2 separate regions of the Pan paniscus genome follow, and region 2 is linked to region 1. The links are chromatin contacts, called in public Hi-C maps. All regions are on one chromosome and are shown on one strand. Each heading gives the region's core, a stretch centred on a gene start, on an enhancer-like site or on the middle of the called end of the contact. The rest is flanking DNA. Distances are from core to core; before and after follow the strand shown.

The links. A called contact is a pair of places that touch in the nucleus more often than the background predicts.
Region 2: a contact with region 1 is called in a Hi-C map of fibroblasts, with 2.5 times the contacts expected there. The contact joins the promoter of SPRR4 here to the promoter of LELP1 in region 1. A contact is called at or near these places in 2 of 3 Hi-C or Micro-C datasets (fibroblasts and induced pluripotent stem cells).

Annotation. Positions count from the first base shown.
Region 1 is chr1:96,639,389-96,647,012 of NHGRI_mPanPan1-v2.0_pri, reverse strand. It overlaps LELP1 (late cornified envelope like proline rich 1), which reads left to right and starts at 4,259. Exons shown (of 5, transcript XM_003817189.7): 1 at 4,259-4,360; 2 at 5,507-5,960. The coding sequence starts at 5,528. The coding sequence ends at 5,824.
Region 2 is chr1:96,872,735-96,880,358 of NHGRI_mPanPan1-v2.0_pri, reverse strand. SPRR4 (small proline rich protein 4) reads left to right here and starts at 4,610. Exons shown (of 2, transcript XM_057302543.2): 1 at 4,610-4,656; 2 at 5,816-6,525. The coding sequence starts at 5,836. The coding sequence ends at 6,081.

The DNA.
Region 1 (7,624 bases), core at 3,010-5,509:
ACAGTGAAAGGGGAGGATGTATATCTGGTTCCCATGGGCCAGATATGAGCCATAAGGGAGGGAAAACTGGCTGTCCAGGTGGTCTAAAATCCTGTCCAAGAGGTGAAGATGAGGAATACCAGCCAAGAGAAGCTGTAGGAGAGCTTGCCAATGCCTAGGTGCTACAGGAGCCATGCACAGCTAGACAAAGCAGACATGCCTGTCATACTAAAGAACTGCGGCCAACACCCAGCCAGCAGGGAGAGGAGAGTCTGTGAAGAACACATTCAAGTTCTCCACGGGAGAGAGGTCAGCCGTAAGCAACTGCCAAGCCCAGAAAGCTCCTATGCCAGTTCACAAAGTTTTCAGGTCTTTCTTTCTCATTCCTTTGCAACCCCTACCCAAATGGACAAGAGGCAGCTGGGTGAGCAAGGGAAGAAAATTAAAAACTTCTAGTAGCTAATAGAGAAGATACTCTTCTTTTCTGTGCAGCCTTCCTTCCTGCAGTAGTACCAAGTAGGAAAGAGAAGGAAATCCAACATTCAAGGAAAGACCTTCTGATTACTGAAATAAGATTTTTTTATGTAAATAGAAATTATTTTTAAGTAAATAGAAGTAAGAAATCATGCGATTTCTTAGCATGATTCTAAAAGTCAAGGGCATCTGCTAGAGATTTCATTCCAAGAGAAAGGGAAGAGCCAGCCCCACAGAGAGGGTTTTAAGAGGCATCAAGAGAAGAAATAGAGTTGCTTTCTGACCATCATGCAGGTTCTGCTTGTTCAACAAGAATTACACAGACAGAAAAAGGCATGGAAAAAAATAGAAATACTTTGCCAAAAAAGCAGCGAGGGAGATTCTAATGGAGTTAAAATTTCTGATACATAGCATGTCCTCGGGCTGATACAATATGCAGACATACAGAGCCTTCAGACAGACACAGAGAGGAATCACTGAATGGCCCAATGACTTTTTTGGCCTAAATTAAGTTACTATCTTTTATCAATAACATTGATATCAACTCTTCCTACTCAAAAGTGAAATCATCCGTTAATAGTTAACATTAAAATATCTAATCTTACTGTGAACGCCACCAGGAGCTTTGGCTGGAAGGCAGGGGAAAAAAATGCTATGGAGAAGGGGTCTGAGGAAAATATTGAGTTGGAGAAGTGGGATTATAGGGCCAACACCAGAAAATGAGAGAATGAGACAGAAATGAAGACACAGAGAGAGAGGTTCAGCAAACCAATGAAGACACCTGGCCAGCGTTGACAAAAACGATAACTAATATGAATAACAAACATTTTTGGGGGGTACTTCATACAGGGCATCTCCAGTCTTTACAATTCTATGAGTCTAGTGAGGCACTGTAATGGATGAGGGTGTAGGTTTTGCACTTGCAAATATGACTGGCATGTTATGAGCAATCGACATAAGTTATATATTATCTTAAGATGATGGTGACATTATATCATTTTATAGATGAGGGAATCGAGACCTGGATGGTTAAGTAAATTACTAAGAGTTGTTCAGCAAGTAAAGGATGAAAGCAGGATTTTTTTTTTTTTTTTGAGACGGAGTCTCACTCTATTGCCCAGGCTGGAGTGCAATGGCGTGATCTCGGTTCACTGCAACCTTTGCCTCCCAGGTTCAAGCGATTCTTCTGCCTCAGCCTCCCGAGTAGCTGGGATTTCAGGCATGTGCCACCACGCCCAGCGAATTTGCTAATTTTTGTATTTTCAGTAGAGATGGGGTTTCACCATGTTGGCCAGGCTGGTCTCAAAACTCCTGACCTCGTGATCCGCCCACCTCAGCCTCCCAAAGTGCTGGGATTACAGGCGTGAGCCACCGCACCTAGCAAAAGCAGGATTTAAACCCAGAAATCTGACTTCAGGGTCCTCTTCTAACCCTAATCTAGGCAAGCCGGGCTTTGACATTTATCTCTTCTTCCAGCCTCTCGTGGAGGCCCAGCAGCCTAAGAAGCCTGTTCTGTGTTTCGTCTCAGTAGTAGCTCCTTCCAGCTAGCGAAGGAAGTCACAGCCACCAAACCCTAAGTGAAAGGTAAGGCTAGTAGCTGGGATACCAAATGTAACACTGCCAGGAGTGCTGACCTTTACAGAGGAAGGTTTTAAAGACTGGAAAGATAATGGGCAAACGTCCTACTGAAAGTCCAGTGACTGATATACTTTGATTCACTGAGAACTGCTTGAGCAAGAAATAGGAGAGGGAAGAAAGGAGAAAGAGAAAGATAACAATGGCTAGTAGAAATCACTACATTTTTTACATTGCTGTCACAAATGACTGCCATCCCCATATCTAGATTGGTAGCTTTGGTCCAGAGCTGAACATAGGTGAGGCTGGGTCTCCTGAGATGGGGGTGAGAGCTGCTTCTCAACAGCTTTGAGGAGAGAGAGCTGATGAACAATATTATGGAAGAAAGAGGAAATTCTTATGAAAGGAGTGAGCTGCACAAAGACTATGACTCTATCGTCAATTATTCCAGTGATAGGGGGTTAAATCCCAACCCATTCTCCTCTTTTATTTAGGTTCATTTGAGGTTTAATTGAATATGGCATTATTTATCCTTGTGAATAAACCCCATATGAGGTTTCTCCATCTTCAACTCATGATCTTCTATTCAATAAACACTTGTTAAACTGAAATGAACTGAAGGCCTCAGGTCTCCCCAGCGGCCCAAGGGCCAAAGCCATATTTCCAATAACCACCCAAGAGGGTTCACTCTAACTAAACTCTTCTCAGACTTAAACCCATATTCTTTTAGCACAAATCTCTTCCCCTGTTTCCTCAGCTCTCATTAAAAGTAATATTAACACCCCAAAACCTGGTGAAACATTGTCCCAAAGAGTTAAACAAACTAGTGACTAATACAAATTCTTGAGTTTACATGATGGTAGATTTTAAAAAAAGAACAACTTGCTGAAATGCTGAAACTCTCTCCATTTGTAAGATAACAAAATTGGCTGAAGTCATTGGAGCCAATCTGGCAGACTGGAGTCTGCACAGAAAAAGCGTGCTGATGTCACAGCCAAATTTCCACTGCATGTTTCATACTGACCCTCCCCGAAACTGCACATGTGACCCGTGAGGTAGCATGAAGACATAACTTCCCATGCCCGAGGACTTTTTCCAGCCCTCCCTTTTCCTTCCACCAGTCACCTACTAAGCCCAGAATCTAATCCCTAACCTTTCCCAATAAAATGACTGCCTTAAAGCCAGCACAGGGAGACAGATTCGAGCTGAACTCTTGTCTCCTTGATGGTCGAGTTGCAGTAAAAAGCTTTTCTTTTCTCAAAAACCTGGTGTCATCGTATTGCCCTCTAGTACACTAGGAAGAAGCCCTTTTGCTTCGGAGTCATCTTCAGTTCTTAGTTTTCTGCACAGTCAGTAAATAAGTCCCATGAATCTGCCTGTCTAATGAGGCCTTTCTCATGGGCACCCAGACCCATGACTGCCTTCCTTCAGATGTGGAGATTTTCATAATTTCTTTAAAACAGTCTCATTCGACTTTTACTTCACCACCCCATCTCCCAATCCATCCTAATATTTAAATACCTTAGGCACAATCGTGTCACAATTTTAATCAAAAGTCACTAGAGATTCATTCGTGATGACTGCCACGATGAACCTCCTAAACCTGAGTTCAGGCACCCTGTGTCTAAGCCTACCCACCTTTCACACTCCAGCCTCCCATCGCCACTCCTAACACACCCCCATTCCAACCACAAAGACCCTGGTCAGGCCTTTAAAAAAGGCAAGGAAGGAATTCTGAGAGGCAAATCTTTGTGCCCTAAGGCAGGATCTGGGGCTAACCCAATTGTGTGGGGTGGTAAGAAGAGGTTTCAGAATCTCACATTAGAAAAATAAAGAAAAGAAGAATGTCAAAATGGCTGTGATCAATTCAGGGTTGCTCTCCTAGAAGGGTGGGGAAGGGGCAGGTTCAGAGGAATTAAACTTTGAGGGTGGAAGAGGAGCTGGAGACCATGTGTCAACAGTGGGCCAGCTTTTCTGCTCCTAGCAACAATGAGCCTCCCATCCTCAGAGCCCAGGACTCTTCACTGCAGCCTCATTTTACCAGCCTGAATGTTGAGGGGTCTAGGGAGGGGTGGGACAGCCAAGGGGGGTGATTCATCATGGCTCTATTCTGGTGTCCAGGGCTTGTTGTGCTGGGAGCTATGGAGTCACTCAACAATTGCCCCTCGATGATGCTGCAATGACCTCATAAGTGGAGGTCATTTCCCCTGCCCCCACCCCCAGCTTCCTCAGATCTGGGCAGAGGAACCAGAGGGAAAAGCCACCTTCCCAGGCACAGCCATAACATCCACCTCACTCAACTGCTTGTCAAGTTCACCACCAACACAGAGGGGTAAGTTGCATTTGGACAGGTGGAAGTGGCCACTCTTTGGCCTCTTCTACCCTGGGAGTGACCTGAAGTACCCCACGCACTGAGCAGGGTTGGGAAAGTCATGTTTGAATGAAAGTTTCCTGTTATTTTCAGTGGTAAGAACTGGTGTGTGCTTCACCTTGGAATAGAGTCTCAACAATTTTAGAGTTCAACTTAATAATATGCCTCCCCAGAGAGCTATACTGATTTTAAAACAAAATTTAAAATGTTACTTTTATATTGTTAAAAGAAATATAACCAATTAGATCCAACTTGAAGTATTGTGAGGGACTGAAAATCCCTGTCCATATCTAGGAGTTAAACTGTCCGTACAGAAATGCCTAGCTCAGGGCAAAACTCAACAGGAGAGAAAAGGAATTCCCTTCTGAAAATCACATTTTGTGGCTCTATCATTCAGATTTTCAGAGAAATTGGAATTTCGTGGTTCATCTCCTGATTTCTTCCCTTACCCTATTATTTATCAGAACCTGGATGGAGGCAAAGGAGTGGGCAGTTCTAGAGTAGCCCATGGGAACCCACTCATGGCAGGGATTAAATTACTTTCCCTCCCATGGCCTCTAGTAAAGAAAGCAATTCTCAAGGTTCAGGGAACTTAGGTGGGACACAGGATTGAAAGCAGTGTCCTAGGCCCCCAAGTCTGCTAGTGTACCTCCCATCTATCTTCAGAGGAACAGGAAGTGGCCCTAGAGGAGCGAAACTTCTATTGTGCCATGAATGCCTTGAGCAATCTGGTCAAACTTAGGGACTCCTTGGAATCATGTTTCTAAATGAATTAAATACAACATATGGAGTTACAGAGACACCAACTCTACTGAAACACAGTTTCAGTGGGGTGGGGGAGGTGGGGGGTCCAAAACCATAGGTTAAGAACTCCTACTAGAGTCTACGGCATGGAAGCAAGAATAAGTGAAAAGGAAGCAGAGTTAAGGGTGGAGAGATTAAGAAATGCTATCTCAAACTCATACAAGGATGAGGGCGGCCCTAAATGAGAAGATGATCTAGAGCCTGAATGCATCTCAGGGAAGACTTTCTTAAGTACAAGGATAAGCTGTAAGAAGCCTGTAGGTATCCTCTCCCACCTACAATGCATCTCATATTTCTTTGCAGGGCTCAGATAATCAAGAAACAATGTCGAGTGATGATAAAATTAAATCAAATGACCCCAAGACTGAGCCCAAGAACTGCAATCCCAAGTGTGAACAAAAGTGTGAGTCCAAATGCCAGCCCAGCTGTTTAAAGAAGCTGCTGCAACGCTGCTCCGAAAAGTGCCCACGGGAAAAGTGTCCAGCACCACCCAAGTGCCCGCCCTGCCCCTCGCAGTCTCCTTCATCCTGCCCTCCCCAGCCCTGCACCAAGCCCTGTCCTCCTAAATGCCCTTCATCCTGCTCACATGCTTGCCCACCTCCCTGCCCTCCCCCAGAGTGAGGCACTGTGGGCACTACCCAACCCCACCACCACTGCCACCTCCACCATGTACAACGCTGTGGGGCTGGAGACTGAAACCATGAACTGACAAGTAAACGTGTTCCTCTGCTGTGCAAGACTTCTCCTGGTGTTTCTGGTGGGTTTTGATTTGTTTTGTTTGTTGTTTTACAGCACTAAACCACCAACAAGCAATCCCTGAGAAGTGAGGCTAGAACCCTGCACTCTCAACAACCTTTGAGAACTGACTTTCCCTCTGACCCCACCTGCTGCTTAGAGGCAGGTGCCCACATCTGAAGGGTGTACCCAGGTAATGCCAGGCTGTGTTAGAGCAAAGCCTGAGAGATCCATAAATATGGTTGCAGCTGTGAAAGTGTCTAACCCCAAGAAGCAGGAAAGAGATGGTATGAGGGAGAAAGAGGAGTAGAATATTGGTGAAAGGTCCAGGAAGGCTCAGGGAAAGGCATTGTACTACCTTTCTGTTAGTCCTGTTGCATAATACTTATGCAGAAGGGCTCTCAGTACAGGCTGCATGGGTTTAATGAAACTCTATCTCTGCTCCCTAACACCTTGTAACCTTAAGCAAGTTGCTTAACTTCTTTGTGTCTCAGTTTTCCTCTCTTTGCAAAAGGAATGATGATGCTAACAGTACTGCTGTTATGAAGTTGTTGTGAGGCTAAAGAATTAACAGACGCCAGGCCAGGCACGGTGGCTCATGCCTGTAATCCTAGCACTTTGGGAGGCCGAGGCAGGTGGATAGCCTGAGGTCAGGAGTTCGAGACCAACCTGGCCAACATGGCAAAACCCCGTCTCTACTAAAAATACAAAAATTAGCTGGGCGTGGCGCACGCCTGTAATCCCAGCTACTCGGGAGGCTGAAGAAGGAGAATCATTTGAACCCAGGAGATGGAGGTTGCAGTGAGCCGAGATCGCACCACTGCACTCCAGCCTGCATGAGAGGAGCGAGACTCCATCTCAAAAAAAAAAAAAAAAAGTTAACAAATGCCAAGTGCTAGGTTTACAGGGACATAGTGAGTTGGTGAAGGAGCACCCCACACCCACCGGTGTAACACTCATCACACCTGAACTTCATTGGTTTGTGTAATTCTTCTTAGCCTGTAAATCTCCTGACCACAGGAGTCAGGCTTTGACATCTGTAAGCATACAGTTAGACATTCTTTTAAAAATATTCAAAAAGGAGTTACAGATTATACCACTATCTGTTACCTGGCTCTAATACTGAACTATAGTTACATAACATGTCACTAGTGGAAGAATCCCAGTGAAGGGTACATGAAACCTCTATTTTTGCAACACTCTGTGAATCTATAAAATTTCAAAATAAAAACTTAAGTACAAAAAACTAGATATTGTACATATCTGGGACCTCAATTAGGAATGAATAGGGAAAGCCTTCATAGCTGATGTGTTAGTGGAGATTATTTACAAGTAGTTAGAGAAAGTCCGTGTCAAACTAGCTTAATTCACAAAACAGAATTTATCAGCTCATGCTGAGAAGGGTTTGGGAACAGGGCATAGGATTAAAGGGAGAACTGTAGGAATCAAGACTTCAAGGCCTGGGATCAGGGACCCACTCACCATCTCAGCCACTCTCATCTCGCCAGCCTCTACAATGCCTCAGAATATGTCCCATCCTCTCCTAGTGCCCCCCACCCCGCCATTCAGTAAGGTCCTGGGCCAGTTGCATACCCAGCTTGTTGACAGGTTGGGCACAAGGATATTCCTATTTTCACCAGGAGAGGAACCTGATTGCCTAGAAGGTCACGAGCATGCCCCTGTGGC
Region 2 (7,624 bases), core at 3,361-5,860, 230 kb before region 1:
AGATCCTAGCATGCTTCCCAGATGGGCGACTTGGCTACTCACCCCGACCCTTCCACTGCCAGTGCTCAGCTTCCACAGTGCATGGTCTATGGATGTTCCATGGAGACCAGTGTATCACACAAGGTCCAGGGCTCGTTTCCCCCTAAACTCCTAGTACTGCCTAGGGTCTTCTAGAAATGTATCATAGTGGGATGAGGGGTGGAGTGAGGAGATAAATTAACCACACATTTCTGGAGATTCATCTTCTCACTGTTCTCCCTCCAAGGAAGTCGTTCTGTGAAAGGAACTTCCTTTAGTATTATCATACAGAATATCTAACATTGGTATCAAAACATCTTCTATGCAGACAGCCTAAATTAGAGGGTGAAATGACTTATATTGCAAATGGACTTCCTACATTTAAAAAAAAAAAAGTTGCAAGGCCTCTTTAAGTAGCATCTTCCAAAGTGTCTATTGACAGATTGTTAAGTAATTAGTGAGGGGAGAAACACGAAACTAAAATTTTCTAAGCCATGACTGCTGGTTAACTATCAACCCAAAATTAAGATAAATCAAATATTACATTATTCTGATTTTATTTTATTTTATTTTATTTTTTGAGACAGGGTCTCATTTGGTCACCCAGGCTGGAGTGCAGTGGCTCGATCATGGTTCACTGCAGCCTCGACCTCCTGGGCTTAAGTGATCCTCCTGCATCACCCTTTCGAGTAGTTGGGATGACAGACATGTGCCACCATGCCTGACTAATTTTTAAATTTATTTTGTAGGGACAAGATCTCTCCATGTTGCCCAGCCTGGTCTCAAACTCCTAGCCACAAGCCATCTGTCCGCCTGGATCTCCCAAAGTGCCAGAATTACAGGCATGAGCCACCATGCCCAGCTAAATCTAATTTTTAGAATGAGATGTTACTTGCTCGGTTTTGAATTTTCACCTTACAAGGACAAGCAGCTAAAATTCAGGAACCCTGGCCCCAAACCTCCACTGTCTTCTCTACTAAGCTTGGTCCTCCTCCCCTAAAACTCTCTGATGATTCACCCAGGATGCTCCTTTTTGCCTTTTCTTCTTTCATTCCTGGAAATGGCATAATAAATATGTTCCATTTGTCTCCAGATGAAGTCATTAACAACCTTTCTTTTCTCCAAAATCCAGAGACAAATAGGAAGATGTGTCTGGATTAAGAGTTAAATTATTAACACTGTCTCTGGTAGGTCCCCTCCCAGTGCTCAGGCCTCTGCCAGTTACCCCATTGTTTGCCTGCAGGGTGGAGCTGGGTTTCTCAAGCTTTGACTCAGCTTCAGAAATGAGTCTTAACTGCGCCCTCCCTTCCCTGATGGAGTCACAGGCACGCACCTGCTCTCAGGTGCCTGCTCCCCTGAGCGGGAAGATGCAGAGCTCGGCTTTCTGGTTTTTAACACAGCGTGGTCCTTTGAAGATAAGAAAGCAGATGCAGAACTCCAGATTGGCCAGGACACAATCCCGTGGCTCGGCTGGGGCAGTGGGGCTGGGAGGGGTGACTGCAGAGTCACCATTCCACACAGCTTCCCAGGGCCCACCTTATCTGGAGGGGTTGATTTGAGGGGTGGCAGGAAGTCTCCCCTCTCCTTTGAGAGCATAATCCACTGCCCTAGCCAGCCAGGGTGTTTGGAAATCAGCTATTACCCATTTAAGAGACTTGGGTGAACCCTCCATCCTGGATTCTGGATCCAGCGACCATCAGAGCTAGTTTTCTCGCCTATAAAATGTATAATACAATTAGCTTTCTTCATAGTGTGTTGTGAAAACCGCATATGGAAGTGTTTGATAAGGTTTAGTAACTAATAAAAAAGCAGCTGTGTCTGGCAGTGTGAGACAGGGATCAGTGAAGATCTCTTAGAAGGGGGAGGGAGGACACGCTAGCGCTAGCGGGGAAAAGAGTACCTGGCTTCCACCGCATGTTCTCACTCATAGGTGGGAATTGAACAATGAGAATACATGGACACAGGAAGGGGAACATCACACACAGGGGACTGTTGTGGGGTGGGGGGAGGGGGGAGGGATAGCATTAGGAGACATACCTAATGCTAAATGATGAGTTAATGGGTGCAGCACACCATCATGGCACATGTATACATATGTAACAAACCTGCACGTTGTGCACATGTACCCTAAAACTTAAAGTATAATTTAAAAAAAAAAAAGAGTACCTGGCTTCCAGGGAGGGAATCGGGAGGAAGACTGGGGCAAGAAGAGGTGGAGACCACCTCAAGCAGCTTCGTAATTTGTCATCAGTGCAGCCTCTGCTAAGAAGCTGCCCAGTATTTCACTCCTATCAGCTGACTGAGAGGGACTGTGGTGCCAGGAGACCTGCAATTCAACCCTGGCTTTGACATTAGCCCTCATGTGACCTTGGGGTAGATATGGCCTCATTCAAAGTTTCAGTTTCCCTCTCTGTAGACTGGCAATAATGTAGCTGACAGGGAAGTCGAGTGTGGAGGTTTTGAAAGGTGTAACATGTTGAATGCACATGAGGTTGACTGGGTCTTGAATGTTTATGATCTATGACACATGGTCCCTTTAAGGCCAGCCATATTTAGGTCTCTATCTGGGTCACCCCTGGGGTATCCTCTGAGATGATAGCTGTTTTATAAGCCGAGTTTTATCACATGACAGAATGCTTCAAAACTAAGCAGGAGTTCTTTATTAATAAAATAAAAGGGCAATGATGAAATTGGGAAAAATAGGAGTAAAATTCATTGCAGTAAACCCACATGGGTGACTGGGACATGAGGGATGGAGCTGCCCATCTGTTCACAGGCAATACACACATACCAGTGCCTTCGAGGCACCAGGCATATGAAAAGCCTTGGTCTATGTCCATGCAAATCTGTCTTGCTGCATAGTTTCCTTGTGGAGAGTTCATATCAGCAAGAGCACAGAGGACTGGGGGTATGTGGAAATGAGGGCTGCAGGTGGAGATGGTGTTCTTCTTGGAGGTGGAATGCAGAACCAGAATCTGGAACCCAGAATATTACATTCTTAGTGTTGCTAGGCTTGGGAAGAGGAAGTGGGGGAGGTCTGGCCTGGAGGGGAAAATTAAGGGGCTGATTAAAGTGAGGCTGACCCTGAAAAATGAACAGTATTCCATCCACATAAGACAGAAAGCTCAGGAGACGTTATTAGTCATGGTCCCCACCCAATGACAGTGACTTGTCCACCATGGAGATGCTGACTGCGGTGATGGAGTGGAAATGAGCCCCAGGCCAGGCACCCACCCAGCTCCACCCTGAGCAGCTGCATGTGGTTGAGCAGGTCCTTTAACTTCTTTGGGCCAGCCTCTTTAAACTGTCAGTAAAATTGTCATGAGGATTAAATGAGGTGAGGGATTTGAAAAATGCTTTGGAAAGTACATTAAGGTATTCCTATCATTTCTCGGGCCATCCTACCCCTTCCTCTGATGATGGCAGTGGTGAGCCCTTGCATGGCCTCTTGTTGGGCAGCATCCTGAGGTCAATCTTCGGGGTAGAGGGCTAGAGGTGGACCAGCTTCCCAGAGGCCCTGCCTTTCTCCATCCCAGGGCCTAGGAGGCTAAATGGAGGACCAGGGCTCCTTCCTGCCACCTAGATAAGGCCCTGAGTAGGATTGCTGGATTTAGCAAATAAAAATAGAGCCTGCCCAGTGAAATTTGAATTTCATATAAACTACAAGTAATTTTTGAGTATGTTTCCTGCAATATTTGGAATATACTTATACTTTTAAAATATTCTGTTATCTGAGATTCAAATTTAACTGAATGTCCTGTATTTTATGTGGCAAGTCTACCACAGGGGCCAATTCTATCCCACGTTCTGTAACCACCACGAATACTCCTCAGCACCCCGACTCCCAATGGGCAGATGGGGACAGCACCGCCGTGTGCTGGGGCACCATTCACATCATCTTCTACCTGTGCCCCAGAGAAGCCTCACAGAACACTTCGTGAACTGTCCCCCTGGAATAGGAAGGACACTTGCACTGTGTATTGAGGAAGGGGGATGAGTGGTACCTGGGGCTAGGCATTGAATCATCCAGATCTGAATTCAAATCCCATCTCTGCTGTTTAATCTTTCTCAGCCTCACTTTTTTCATCTGCAAAATGGTAACAACGACACTTTCCCTAGAGGGGCTAGGAAGATGAAATGAAATAATAAGCATGACGGGTGGTCCTGGTGCTAGCCTCACAGTGAGTGCTCAAGAAATGGCAGCAATTTGCAGAAAACGGGATGTTCACATTTTTGTCAGAATTGCCCCAAACCCCATCCTCTCCCTCTTCCTCTTTTTTCTTCAATATTTCTTATAACTGTCTGTCTGCAAACAGCTCCTTCAATTTGTACTATATTTAAAAGATCTTGAATCCCTGAGTTTGAGCAAACACCTTTGGTGGGTTAAATCAGCTCAGGTGCAGAGACTTGGAATGCTGAAAATATATGGTGGGTGGCTTTCATCAAAACAGGTCAGCAAAGCAAGTCCCTGAAGGAAGTGCAGGTGGGAGAAGTGGGTGAGGAATTCCCTGGGAGGTGGTAATCAGGACCACACCAAGTGCCCAGGGCAGGTTGGGGGCCCTATAAAGGCTCCTGGAGTGGCTCTGCCTGTGGACAAGGGCTCAGCCTCCTCTCCTGGGGTCCATCTTGTCGCCTCTGGTAAGTGGGAACTCATCTGTTCTCCTGGGATTTGTAGGGCGCTTTCCTTCGCCTTTAACTCCTTTGAGCCGCTAGGCCAAGATCCTCTTCCATCCTTGGGTAATCAGGGAAGTGACACAAGTCTTCTGACAATTGCGGAAATGGCACACTAATCGGTACTTAGAAAGTTTAATCTCCATTCCGCACCATTGCTCAGTATGACTTATTTTCTGATTATGGGTTTGACTCCCCAGAAAGAAGATTTTTATTGTTGAAGAAGGAGATATTTAGAGCTACAGGATTTTGTAGCAATTCCAAGCCCTGTTTAAAGGTTTCTCACACCCTATTCTGCATTTTGCTTACCAGTAAGCTTTAAACTTTTCTTCCAGGTGTATGCAAACAGGTATATTGAACATTTTATTCAATCCTATGCAGCTCTCATGCTTCCCTATTCTGATTGCCACCTCTTTACTTCCTGAGGCCTGCACTTCCCATCTATAATCATTAACTTAGACCATAAGGAACACTGCCTACAAAGATAGCCAGAGACCCTCATCAGAGCTGGGAAGGCTTCAGGGAATTTCCTGACCAGCATCCTTCTAATAAGGGTGCTGAGACCCACAGAAGGCAGGTTGCCCATGAAGTTAATGGCAGGATGGACCTAGAACCAATGTCTGAGCCTTCTTGGCTAGCGCTCTTTCCTTTGAACATCCTCCTGTCATCCTTTGGCTCCAGTGATCTATTTGGCTGGCCCTCAAGCTTCCCAGTTCTTTGTAGAGGGCTGGAACCACTATCCTATAGCCACATAGGACTTGCCTTAGTCTCCCATGGTGAGTCAGGGGTGGAGCAGGGATTAGAGATCAGGTCTCTGCATTCTTATACACCCCTTCTCCAGCCCGATCTCACACACACACACACACACACACACACACTCACACACACACCATGATGCTTACCTGTAAGACAGAGACTGTTTTTGTCCTCTCCTCATGCCCCCACATCCTTGCCCATTCTCATTATCAAAGGGAGCCAGTTGACATTGTCCAGATCTGTCAGCTAAGATGGCATGCTTTGACCTTGTAAAATGTCTGGGCTACTTTTTAACCATCTTTTTAAAAAGGGTGTTAAAAGGCTACTTTTTAACACCCTTCTCATGGTGTCACTGCCCGGTTTCCTTTAGGCTCACCTGTTCCTAGAGCAATGTCTTCCCAGCAGCAGCAGCAGCAGCAGCAGCAGCAGCAGTGCCCACCCCAGAGGGCCCAGCAGCAGCAAGTGAAGCAGCCTTGTCAGCCACCCCCTGTTAAATGTCAAGAGACATGTGCACCCAAAACCAAGGATCCATGTGCTCCCCAGGTCAAGAAGCAATGCCCACCAAAGGGCACCATCATTCCAGCCCAGCAGAAGTGTCCCTCAGCCCAGCAAGCCTCCAAGAGTAAACAGAAGTAAGGATGGACTGGATATTACCATCATCCACCATCCTGGCTACCAGATGGAACCTTCTCTTCTTCCTTCTCCTCTTCCCTCCAGCTCTTGAGCCTACCCTCCTCTCACATCTCCTCCTGCCCAAGATGTAAGGAAGCATTATAAGGATTTCTTCCCATCGTACGCTTCCCCACACATACCACCTTGGCTTCTTCTATATCCCACCCCGATGCTCTCCCAGGTGGGTGTGAGAGAGGCCTCATTCTCTGCAGGCTCCAGCGTGGCCACAGCTAAGGCCCATCCATTTCCCAAAGTGAGGAAAGTGTCTGGGCTTCTTCTGAGGTTCCACCCTGACAAGTAGGGTCACAGAGGCTGGTGCACAGTTTCTGCCTCATTCCTCTCCATGATGCCCCCTGCTCTGGGCTTCTCTCCTGTTTTCCCCAATAAATATGTGCCTCATGTAATAAATGTGTCTGCTTCCTGGGCTAATTGTCCACTCCCAGTCCCATTCTGTGATTCATTCATTCATTCAGAGGGAACATTTTAGGGAAGTGAAGGTGCAAGTACACACATGCCCGGGAGTTCAGGAAGTCACTCTTATGGACACAGTTACTCTCTGGTAACCAACAATGGGGAAACATATCCAGATGTATCTCAGGTAAAGGAGGACAGAAAACAAGCCCAGCAACTAATTGGCAAAAGTCTAATAGAGTCTTGCATAACTAATGCCATCTAGGGAAGATCAAAAGGGAGGAAAATTTAGCTCCTACCATTAGAAGCCCAGCCCACCTGATGAATGCAGTTTTTTCCTCTTGGAAGTTGTCATTCTGAAAAAGCACACAAAGCATACATAAATGACCTGAGTCCTGCAAAACATTTCTACAAATATGTGCAACTGACTTTTTCATGTATTTGCTTATGTTTTTGTTCATTCATTAACTCACACTCATTCACTTACATATTCATACTCACTCATCTGATATTTGGCAAGTTCTAGAATGACCTTAGTTTTCCACTCTGCCATGCTGGATTTCCAGAGCTATCCAGAGTCAATTTATCCTGTGTCTCAGTGTACTGTTTGGAAGGCAGTCATTTTCTTACACAGGGAAATATTGTTCCGGGGATGGACACATACAGAGAGTTTGTACAAAGTATACAGGGCCTGGTTTTGTCAGTTAGTCTGACTTTACACAGCTTATAAAAGAAACCTGTTTTTACAACTGGCTTCCTGACCCTCCTAACCCACGTGTGAGACCAGCTGCCTATATTGGAAAGAAGCGGCAAACCTCTCAGATATAAAGAAAGATAAGTATTCGAAGAAGAGACCCTGAGTAGGAAGAAGCAGCTGAATGGAGTCCGATTTTCTCCCCTTGAGCTTTATTCTTTTCCTGGGATTTAGTCACTCAATTTCAGTTGCCACCATCAAGCATAAATTGCTTTCTCACTTAACACACTAGCCTAAAAGGGAACAAATAACCACCTTCTCTACTTCCCCTTAAAGTAGCGATCCATGGCTGATATTTCCAAGTCATAGTTACTTAAAACTTAGTGGGTACCGACATTAACC